2 separate regions of the Lactuca sativa genome follow, and region 1 is linked to region 2. Evidence: chromatin contacts called from public Hi-C data. All regions are on one chromosome and are shown on one strand. Each heading gives the region's core, a stretch centred on a gene start, on an enhancer-like site or on the middle of the called end of the contact. The rest is flanking DNA. Distances are from core to core; before and after follow the strand shown. Region 1 holds the start of LOC111897383 (protein FAR1-RELATED SEQUENCE 9-like). Region 2 holds the start of LOC111883579 (reactive Intermediate Deaminase A, chloroplastic).

Region 1 (5,621 bases), core at 1,248-3,747, 430 kb after region 2:
AGGTTTTTGAATCCCTTGGTAAATGGGGTAAACTGGTCAATTCGGATAAAGTTGGTTAGGAGTTAGAATGATGTTATAAGAAGTATTATAAATACGAATGGAGTTAGTTAGAATGAGTTACTTCAGCTTTGATTTAAGATAAAAGGCTTCATTTACGTGTGTTCCATTTTATCTTACTTTATGTAATTGATGCATTATCATTGTTTTAATGGGTTAAAGTTACTGCAGCTTCGATTGAATAAAGAAAGGATGATTATTGGGACAGAGTACATATGTGATCTAGTAGAAGAGGAGTATGCTCATTCAAGATCCTTGGCACTTGCTCAAGCTCAGGTGCTTAATGCCATGAAGAAATATCAATGGCAACCTAACAAGTAGTAGTAATAGATAAAGAGGCACCTGTAATGGCATCTTCAAGGCTTTTCTTATATTGCACTTTCAGAGCTTAATAGAGAGAACTTAATAGAGACGATATGTGGTTATATGAAAAATGTTCTATTCTTATCTTCTGAACATTGTAATAATCATTATTGAGATTGTTTGATATTTTACAATGTACTTATACGAGAATGGTTTAATATAGCAATGTAGTTTATTTTTGTAAACACTTTACATGAGTTGTATTTTTTGCATCTGGAATCAAATGTCCATTAATTTCATTTCTCGTTTAGGACACAAATGCCCTTGAATTGTTTTTTTTTTTTTTTTTTTTTTGTAAACCTAGACAAAAATGGCCAAAGCTTCCATTTTGTAAATCTGGACAAAAATGCCCTTGAGTTAGAATGCACATAACTCAGTCAACTGAAGTCGGATTTACTTGATATTTTTTCAGCATGTAGTTTAGAGTTTGTGCTTCATTTTAGACTCTACAAACACATATTTTGGTTACATATTGAATCAGATATAGGCCCAGGAAGACTGTGTATCAATGTTGTTTAATTTCTGTTTCAACACTTTTTTTTTGCAATCTGTCCCACTTTTAAAAATACACATAACCCAGTCATATGAAGTCGGATTTACTTGATTTTTTTTCCAGCATGTAATTTAGAGTTTGTACTTCATTTTAGACTATACAAACACATTTTTTGGTTATATATTGAATCAGATATAGGCTCGGGAAGACTACATATCAATGTTGTTCAATTTCTGTTTCAGCTCTTACTTTTTTTTTGTTCCATTTGTATGTACACAATATTAGGCAACCCCATAACATAATAAAAGGACCAAAATGCCCTCTACTCATATTCTTGTAGCATATTTTGATCCTTCACAGAATAAAATTACAATTATTCAATAAATGACAATTGTGTGTTTTATTTTGAAACCAAGAAATCCAATTCGTAACACTATCACAATGTCATTCGGTTCTTTCAAAATCATTAAATGCAAAATAAATGAAACTAAAATTTAATCTTTTTTCAAAAAACCTATATTATACTATTTCCACCTACTCATCGGTCTTTAACATTCAAATCGGTACATTAAGATCAAATTGGTAGTTCGGCTCAGCATTATAGGAATTTGCTCCATGCTCACGACTTGAATCTGGTTGATCTTGTTGTATGTTGTCCGTTTTTTCACGTACCTAAAAAACTCGGTTATTATAAACTATATTAACCAAATTAAGAAAAAAGTCTAGATACATAAAATATTACATTTTTCTTTGTTTTCTTCTTCATAACTTGTTATACTCTAGATTCCTTTCTCTTGGATGGTGGACGGCCTTTACCACGCACTTGCAAGGGTGGTAACAATTTCGTAGTCGAGTCTGAAACACGAACATCTTTAACTACCAAATTGATGTTACTACTACAACCCAAAACCGAATCATCATTTAACTTTTCTTTAGCCATATTTACACAATTTAGCAAGTATTCATACTTTTCGCGGGAATTAGCAATATGCGCAACCTCGTAAAAATTGGAACACAAGTGGTTAAATTATTTAGCGTTTTCACAACTCATTAAATCTTCATAACAATTTATCACTAAGTAGTGACCATGCTTCACATCTTTCCTCCATCGGGACAAAATATACCGTTGATGGATTTCTTTAACATCCTTCTCAATCAATATTTTCACCGCATGCCTACAAATAATTCCTCGAAACTCAAACAAATGACAAAAACATTGTATATCACATTCAATCTCATCACAACTAACAGTATGAACAACTCTTTTTTTAGAATCTCCATGTTTCCATTCCATAATATCCGTGACATGAAATACATAGCGTGTACCATCCACTTTGACCAATGAAGAATTGCAAAATAACATACCTCCTAACTCATCTTGAAACAACTTAAATATTGTATTTGTGTATGCTTCCTGAAACTGTCTCTCAAAATAAAACCCAGTTACTAATTTATAAGAACAATTGAGAGACTCAAAATCAGCCTTATTTTCTTTTTCAATCTTGCTTTTTAGTGCATTGTCATATTGCTCAACAAATTGTCGCAATGAGATTTTAGAATTAACATATGCATCAAAAAAAAGCATTAATGCTTTCACTTCTTTGTGTATTAGACATCCCTGCCCAAAAGTTTTCTTTCACATATATCGGCACCTAACACATTCGATCGTTAAATAAAGAACTTAACCACTCATTTTTTTTCAAGTGCCTACTTTTCAACCAACTTGCGCCACGCATCTTCAAACTCTTGAGTGTCCGTAGACTCATATACAAGGGTTTTTAGAGTCTTCTTTATTAATTTATATTGAGGCAACCTACTTAATTTTTCAGTAATCTTTTTCATAATATGCCAAAGACAAAGATGATGATGAGAATCAGGGAATACCTATGCCACAGCTCCTTGCATTGATCGACATTGATCTGTTATTATTGCTTTTGGTGCCTGTCCATTCGTGCATTCTAACCATGACTTGAATAACCATACATATGTTTCTGTATCCTCTCGTGAAAGCAACCACATCCAGATAAGATAGATTGTCCATGGTGATTTACTCCAACAAAAGGCGCAAACGGCATATTATATTTGTTAGTCAAATATGTGCTATCAAACGAAATAGCATCCTCGAATGACTCGTATGTTGCCCTTGACCTTGAATCCACCCAAAATATATTTCGCATACGACATTCATCATCTATATCAATCACATAGAAAAAATTTGAAGTCCTTTTTTGCATACAGACAAAATAATTACGAAGTGTCTTGGCATCCCCAAGCCCAAGTCTTAGATATCTTACTTTTGTGATGTAAGATCTACAATCTGTCTCGCCAAAAGGCAAATTTTCATACCCTTTCGCTTCAACAACTAACGAGTGAAAAAATTTATTTAATGGAATTCTAGCATAATCATTCAATTTAAGTCTTCTTTTAGCATATGAATCCATTTTCTTATGTGATCGTTGGAAACGAGATTTTTTGGGACTTAAAGCATGATTATGTTCGAGAAACATACTAGAGATAACACATCTTCCATCACTATATGCAATTACGCTAATTTGTGCTTTACAGTTTGTTTTAGAAGACTTTTTATATGGTTTGCTTGTTTTAGGCACATATACCCCTCCTTTAGCACATCCAAGCGAATAGTATGTTTTAGCACAAGAATCTTTTGTTCTTGTACTAGATTTTCGTATACCAAATCCAGTATGGAATGCATATGTTTTAAAGTAATTGTAAAGGTCTTCTTCTGAATCAAACTTCATTCCAACTTTAGGAATTTTTTGATCTTGAGGATTGATATTTGTATGTTCTTCAATTGAATTTGCAGCCTCTTCAACTGAAATTGCAGCCTTTTCTATTGAAATTGCATCCTTTTCTACTGAATTTATAGCCTCTTTAACTGAATTTGCAATCTCCATGATCAAATATCAAATATTTTGTTAACAATAAACCAAAGATTTTATCAATAATAAAGCAACATAACCTACTATAAGTTGTAATATTAATCAATAAATAAGAGTTATCTTATTAGAAATATAACTATACAGTTATATTATAAATGCAAATATGACTGACCAATTTCTATAATCACTATTCACTATTATTCTATTTTATCCGTCACCTATAACTGCCAACAGAAGTCTTAACAAAAGATAAAAATATTTAGAACCCACAAACAAAATCATATAGCTTCAAAAAGAAAAATGTAACAAGATCGAACTTTAAAACACCATTAGTGTGTGTAGCCTTCACATAATTAAAGCAAAATTTATCTGTATGTTGTTGTTGTGATTGTGGTTGCTGGCGCGCTTGGTTGCAGTTGTCATGAGCAATAGAATAACAAGAAGAAGGGTTTGAGATATTGAGAAAGAATCAGGATTGCAGGTTGCTACGAACGATCATGTATCTTACATGATATTTTTCTTCCTTTTTTCTCAATTACTTCATTAAGGGCACTATAGGAATATCAAATTAAATTAAATGAGATGAAATATTAATGACAAATGACATAATTTTAGTGGATAGGTATATTAGTAGGAAGAAATAGTAGGAACCAATTTAATTTCTCATTAATTAATTATATGTTTACAATATAAAAGATATGATTATAAATAACCAAGTTATTAGTTATTTTAAAATACACGTTATCTAAAAAAAAAAAAAAAAAAAAAAAAAAAAAAAAAAAAAAAAAAAAAAAAAAACTTTCATTTGGATGAGAAAATTGTACGGATCTAAAATGGTAGGTGAATTTCAGATAAGTAATGAAGACAATAATGAGATTATGATTTATGACCGATACTTTTTTTTTATTCTTTCAACATAAATATATTTAAAACTCTAGTTTCTTGTAGCATTAAAAAGAAATCGTATATTGTATCTAAAAAAGAGTTTTATTATAAGCATCTTGAACCGAAATTTTTTGAATACACGACTAACCAAATATCATCTGAATTAAATAAAATATTTTAAATAACTTAATAATAGTAATTCATAACAAAACCTATGAAATTAATAAATTAAAACCAAACCTTTTAGTTACTTGACAACAACCACACATTGGAAGTGCATACCCCACACACACCCACAGACAAAAGAAAGAATCATAGTACTAGATTCGTGTTCACACTGGCTAGATCCGGTTCCTAATCCCTTTCACACATAAAATATATCCGGTTCGTCCGTTAAACCGGCCATCAAACCAACCAACGTCACTTATACTTAATATAAATAAAATTAGATACAAATAATGTCCCCCAACTATTTTTAAATCACTAATTTTAGTTCAGTGACATATTTTTTTGGCATTTACTTCAACATAATTATTTTTTAATCATTAGTATTTGAAATCAACATCCTTAAAGATTAACATTATGTTTATGATTTTTCAATTATGAAAAAGAATGATGTAAAATATGTCGTGGACACTTACGACAACAATGATAAAGATCGATGATAAAGTTAAATCGACTAAAATACCCTCACTAGTGTATGTGTTCTATTAATTTTTTCGATAAAATTTGTACTAATCTTTTTCTTCAAATGGTTTTACCGATATAATGTCGATAGTGAAAATGACCAAATATGATAATGAGTAGACAATTCAACAGTCATGAATACTTGATCTAATTAAATACATCATTTTTACATGTGTTTTTTGAATTCAACCGATATAGTTAATTTAATTTGGATTGAACATGACTTTTATTTTGTT
Region 2 (5,449 bases), core at 425-2,924:
AATATATAAAACCAAATAAACAAAACTTCAGAAATATATAGACAATAGTGAGCACATGTAAGAATTCCCTATTATGCATCTTGTCTAATATTGATATCAGAAATATGTACTTTTTGATAGTAGTATTAGTATAATTACATGCCAAGAATCCAATTCTATAAACTAAATATTCAAGCCCATGTGCAACCAAAGTACCAAACTCAAGGGAACCTATATAATTAACTAGCTGCACACAACTTTTACAATTAAAAGAGGCTGATAGTGACAATACCCCTATACAGTTTAATTAGTATCTAATACTATTTTAATTTAGTCCACAAATTTGTTCTCTTGAAACCAATCTAAACGACTCTTAAACTAGTGGAATCTTATAAAAAACTATTCTAAGCTCCCCACCATTTTAGTGATATGGAATAGTGGCCACTTTTCACACACCAAATCATTTTCTGTGATAAATGATATTACTTGGTTTGATTACAATTTTGTTTTTATAACTATTATAATGTCATATTTATGATTTATTTAATTTGTTAGACTAATTGTAATTTTTCTTGGTAACGTAAATATTAAACAATTAGTGTAATGTTCTTTCAAAAAGTACAGTCTTGGTCTCACCATTTTCGTAATTTACAAATAGGCAACTTAACCTTAAAGTATTAATAAAAAATATCGTTGGATGTCTTACAAAGTAAAATGCAAAAATTAACGGAAGGTTGCCGTTGCTATAGTATATGATTATACCAAATTAAAATGTTACCCTCGTGTCACATGGAGAAAATTTGAAGAACATAAACACTATTCCATATTATTACACCGTGCTTAAATTAAGAAGCAAACCAATGTGCTACTCTTTTGTTTCAAATATACTGTTACTTACATTGACTTACTATGATACTATCCCTATTCACTCGGTATTGATCGATTGCTTTCAAAATAAACTAATTACTTGCAATTTAAAGTTCAATATCAATCATTTTAATGGAAAACAACTACATATTCAACATCTAATAGTAATTAAATTTTGTTGTGTGTTCATTTCAAGGCAATTGCTTCACATAGATAGGACATTAGTATATAATAGTCATAAGATATATTGTGTTAATATGTAAAAGAGAAGTATGACTAGATTTGACAACATGATTTTGATATGAAACCAAACATTTCACTAATCCAAATGATTTCTCATCGTAATTCATCATCGTCATCAATTGCTTCGAGGCCATTGATTCCACGATTGATTAAAATTCGTTCAGTAATGTTGTTGGTATATTATAAATTATCTGTCCATTACTTTGTATTCTGCCATTTATACTTTATTTTATAAATTATAAATGTACGACAAAGATAATGCATGTTAATCAAAAAAGTTGTATGTCAACCTTTTGTTAAAACTTATGGATAGCAGATATTTTTAGGAAGAAAAAAAAACTATATGTCGTTTTCTTTTAAACTCAACCCTTTCATATACATAAATACCACATCTGTCATGTGGAGCCCTCGTGGTTTTTTCCATTTATTTGCTCGAAATAAATATAATATGTGGACACCAAACGTAACGTCAATAGCAAATACATATTATCCACATGACAAATTTGTTTTCAAACTATATAAAACAGATTTTTATTCTTTGAAATTTTGTGACATTTTGGGCCAAAACCACCATAAGCCCAAACTACAAGCAGACTACTTTTTGTAGCTCTCTCGATGTCATTGTTGAGTGCTGAGTGCTGACCATTTTAGACTTTTATCACTGAGCGGCGGCGATAAGAAAAAAATGGCGTCCTCCGTTTCCGCCTTGGCGATTTCGTTAAATGATCCGGCGATTGGTATGGGCGGACTCCGCCACCGTATTCCAGTTTCTCCTGGCTTAAGATGCAGCTCATCTGTGGGCTCAACCATTCGGAGATCGTCTATACCGTGTTACTCCCGCCGATCTAAGCCCTTTGCTTGCTTGGCCGTTTCTACTGACGCTAGTGAGTAATGTTTGATATCTGATTGATTGAAATATTCTATTTCTTTTGTTTATCAATGCATTTGAGTCATTGAGAAATATTGAAGTAGTTTTCCAGTTAGAAAAATTTAGGTAGTTTTCCATTGAGAAAAGGAACTACGCTTTGATATTGGACTTCAAACTGTCACTTTTTCGAGTTCAAGGGTGAATTAAAGTGTTTGTTGAATTAAACTGTCACTTTTTCAAGGCAAGGATTGAAGAATGGGTATTGACTATTGAGTAAACATCTTGGATATTTGGATGCAGGTATAAAGGAGGCTGTTAAAACAGACAAGGCTCCAGCAGCTTTGGGTCCCTATTCCCAAGCTATAAAGGCCAATAATACAGTATTTGTATCCGGTGTCCTTGGTCTTATTCCCGAGGTTCACATTCTTTTTCACTATTTGCAATTTGCAAATGCTTTCTTAATCTCTCTCTTTTAACTGTTTAATCCATTCCGGTGTATTCATAATTATGTTTTGGTACTTGTGTAGAGTGGAAAGTTTGTCTCAGACACCGTGGAAGAACAAACAGAGCAGGTAATTTATCCATTTGCATAATGCATAGACTATAGAGATGTAAATATAATTCAGATCAACCCATTTTTTAGGTTCTCAAGAATATGGGAGAGATATTGAAAGCAAGTGGCGCCAACTATTCCTCCGTGGTTAAAACCACAATCATGTAAGTAAACATGCTTTTATCCATCATCATCTTTAAGGGGATGTGTATAAGACTAATTTTTGATGTTTACTTTGGTGGCAGGTTGGCAGATCTGAAAGACTTCAAGAAGGTGAACGAGATCTATGCTAAATGTGAGCTCACTATACATACATCTTAACATTAAAGATTGTTTATTAATATTATTTTCTAGTGATTAAAACATTATACTTTTTTGACTGTTTTAAAAAAAAAAAAAAAAAATTGTTATATGGTATTTTTCAGATTTCCCTGCACCAGCACCTGCACGTTCGACTTATCAGGTGGCAGCATTGCCATTAGATGCAAGGATTGAGATTGAATGTATAGCAGTGGTTTAGTTTCTTTCATGAAATCCCTTTAGAATCTATTGAACTTTGTCCAAACAATGGTTTATGTAATAAAATGGATTCAATTAACAAATAAAATATGTACACTTAATTTTAAGCTGACAAAAAAGGGACAAGTGATAAGGATAGGCTTTACGAGCATGTTAAAACAGGAAAATTTGGCAACCAATCTTTTTGTCCATTTTTAGTTTATACAACTATATATGAGGGGAAAACTACGTAATCAAAATATTTATCGACTTTTTCTTTATAAAAGTTAGCAATTTTTTTATTGATATACCTTGGAGTTTACGATAAAGCACGAATGATTGTCTACCTAATAGCAACTCAATGTCAAACACTACAAACTTATTTTCCCAACATCTAACCTTGTTTGATTAGTATTTGTAAAATAATTAAATTATTGACGAGTTTTGAATGGTAAGAGCAATGTTTTAAAAACCGGTTTTTTAGTTGAACCGGTATGGTGACCGGTTCCCGGTTCAACCGGTTTAACCGTCGAGTGAACCGGTTTCTATATTTTTCATGTTTTTTTCTATTTTCCTACACATACATATATAAATTATGAATTTGATGTTTACAAGTTCAAACATTAAAAATACACATAAAAATAAGTTGTAAATGAATCAAAATACATTAAAATAATACATAACCATAAGTTTTAGTATTTTACATCAATCCATATATGCTAAAAAAGAAAAAAAAAATAATACCGAAACGAAATATAGTTTTAGATGAATACAACCACATCAAAAAACTTTATAAAATTTAATATATGTTTTTATTTAGAGAAAACTAAATATATTTGAAAAAAAATACCAAAGTTTATTATGTAAATAATTAATTTTCATGTGTTTTTATTCGGATTAACCGGTTTATTTTGACCGGTTCAACCGGTTTTTTCTAAAAACCGGCCGATTCAATCCGGTTCAGAAATCAATGTAAAACCGGTGATAGTTGAATCGCTCCCTCCCCCGGTTTCCGGTCCAACCGGTTCAAACCGGTTTTTAAAACATTGGGTAAGATGACTTCTTCGAAATCAAACCAATTTGTAAATTTTACATGTGTAATCGTGAGCATAACTTTCCACCGATTTATATGATTTCTTCAACATTAAATCAATTTGTAAATTTTAAATGCGTCATCGAGATATTAAGGCTATGTTTGGCGGACTAGCTGAAAAGCTAGCTGTTAGCTGAAAAACTAGCTGATGGCTGAAAAGTTAGCTGTTAAATAAAAAGCTAGCTGATAGCTGAAAAGCTAGCTGATAAAAAATAACGTTTGGTAAAACTAGCTGAAAAGCTAGCTGAAATATATAAAATTACATAAAAGGACATGTAAGAATATGTGTTTCTATAATTAATTAAGGGGTGTATTTGGAAAATTTAAATAAAGCTCCTAAAAAGCTAGTCTAAGTAGCTTTTCAAAAAGCTAGCTTATCAGCTATTTTTGGCTTACCAAACACGACAACATAAAAAAGCTCGAAAAATAAGCTAGCTTTTCAGCTAGCTGTGACGCGCCAAACACAGCCTAACTATCATAGGTAAAATTTTGGGTCAAAATGAAATTAAAATAAAGGTAAATATAGCAAGTTTTGAACATTCGAGAAGAAAGCCATGAATCACAATTCACAACCTTTTATCTCAATTTCACCACGTAATCAAACTAGTTCTTTAAGATCTTTTGAGAATTTTATGTGTATTGACACATCATGGTTTAATGAATTTGCTCAATCCAAATGTTCAAGATCCCCGAAACCCGAAAAAGACTTCCTAAAACCATTACAAAACCTCACCGATACCAGTTTAGAATCGCCCACCCAATACCAAAATACAATCACATTGTTGGTGGTAGATTCGTGATCAAACTAAGAGACTGATATTACGAGTATCAACATCTCTTGGTTAAATGAATTCTTATTATGAATTGTTATTTCTAGTAAATAATTGAAAGAAAATGTCCATCTCAACTAGCTTAGTGAAACTAAAAAAACAACGAGACATCATGAAAGAAATATGCAAATAAACAATAATCATAAAGTTTATAAGCAATAGATAACGAGTAAAACATAGAGAATCACTGCCCTCGAGTTTATACGATTTCTGATTTTTATCTATTGGTAGATAACATGGTGGTAATGAAAATTTTGAAGGTTTTTTTTGGTAGATGTAGATATTTTTGTTTGGTTAATTGAGAGTGTTTGTGAGAGAGATAATGATATTTGTGTGTATGAAATGTTAAGTGTGTGGTTTGATTTATAGTAGTTGAATTATAGTTGAATATTTTGAATTTTATTAACTAAAAAAGTTTTTTTTTATTAATTGAAGAAGTTGGTGAAAATTATAACTATAATTAATTTCGGTGGTCAAAGACACGTGGAAAATTAATTTCATTCAAATGCATTTGAATT

Evidence for each region. Hi-C and Micro-C count contacts between places; a contact is called where the count stands out from the background.
Region 1: a Hi-C map of leaf shows a contact between it and region 2, with 4 times the contacts expected there. The contact joins the promoter of LOC111897383 here to the promoter of LOC111883579 in region 2. A contact is called at or near these places in 2 of 4 Hi-C or Micro-C datasets (leaf and seed).

Annotation. Positions count from the first base shown.
Region 1 is chr5:7,787,832-7,793,452 of Lsat_Salinas_v11, forward strand. It overlaps LOC111897383 (protein FAR1-RELATED SEQUENCE 9-like), which reads right to left and starts at 2,498. Exons shown (of 1, transcript XM_023893337.1): 1 at 1,941-2,498. The coding sequence starts at 2,498. The coding sequence ends at 1,941. It overlaps LOC111897384 (protein FAR1-RELATED SEQUENCE 8-like), which reads right to left and starts at 3,828. Exons shown (of 1, transcript XM_023893338.1): 1 at 2,872-3,828. The coding sequence starts at 3,828. The coding sequence ends at 2,872.
Region 2 is chr5:7,356,061-7,361,509 of Lsat_Salinas_v11, forward strand. It overlaps LOC111883579 (reactive Intermediate Deaminase A, chloroplastic), which reads left to right and starts at 1,675. Exons shown (of 6, transcript XM_023879906.2): 1 at 1,675-1,973; 2 at 2,258-2,373; 3 at 2,485-2,529; 4 at 2,601-2,674; 5 at 2,756-2,805; 6 at 2,936-3,117. The coding sequence starts at 1,775. The coding sequence ends at 3,030.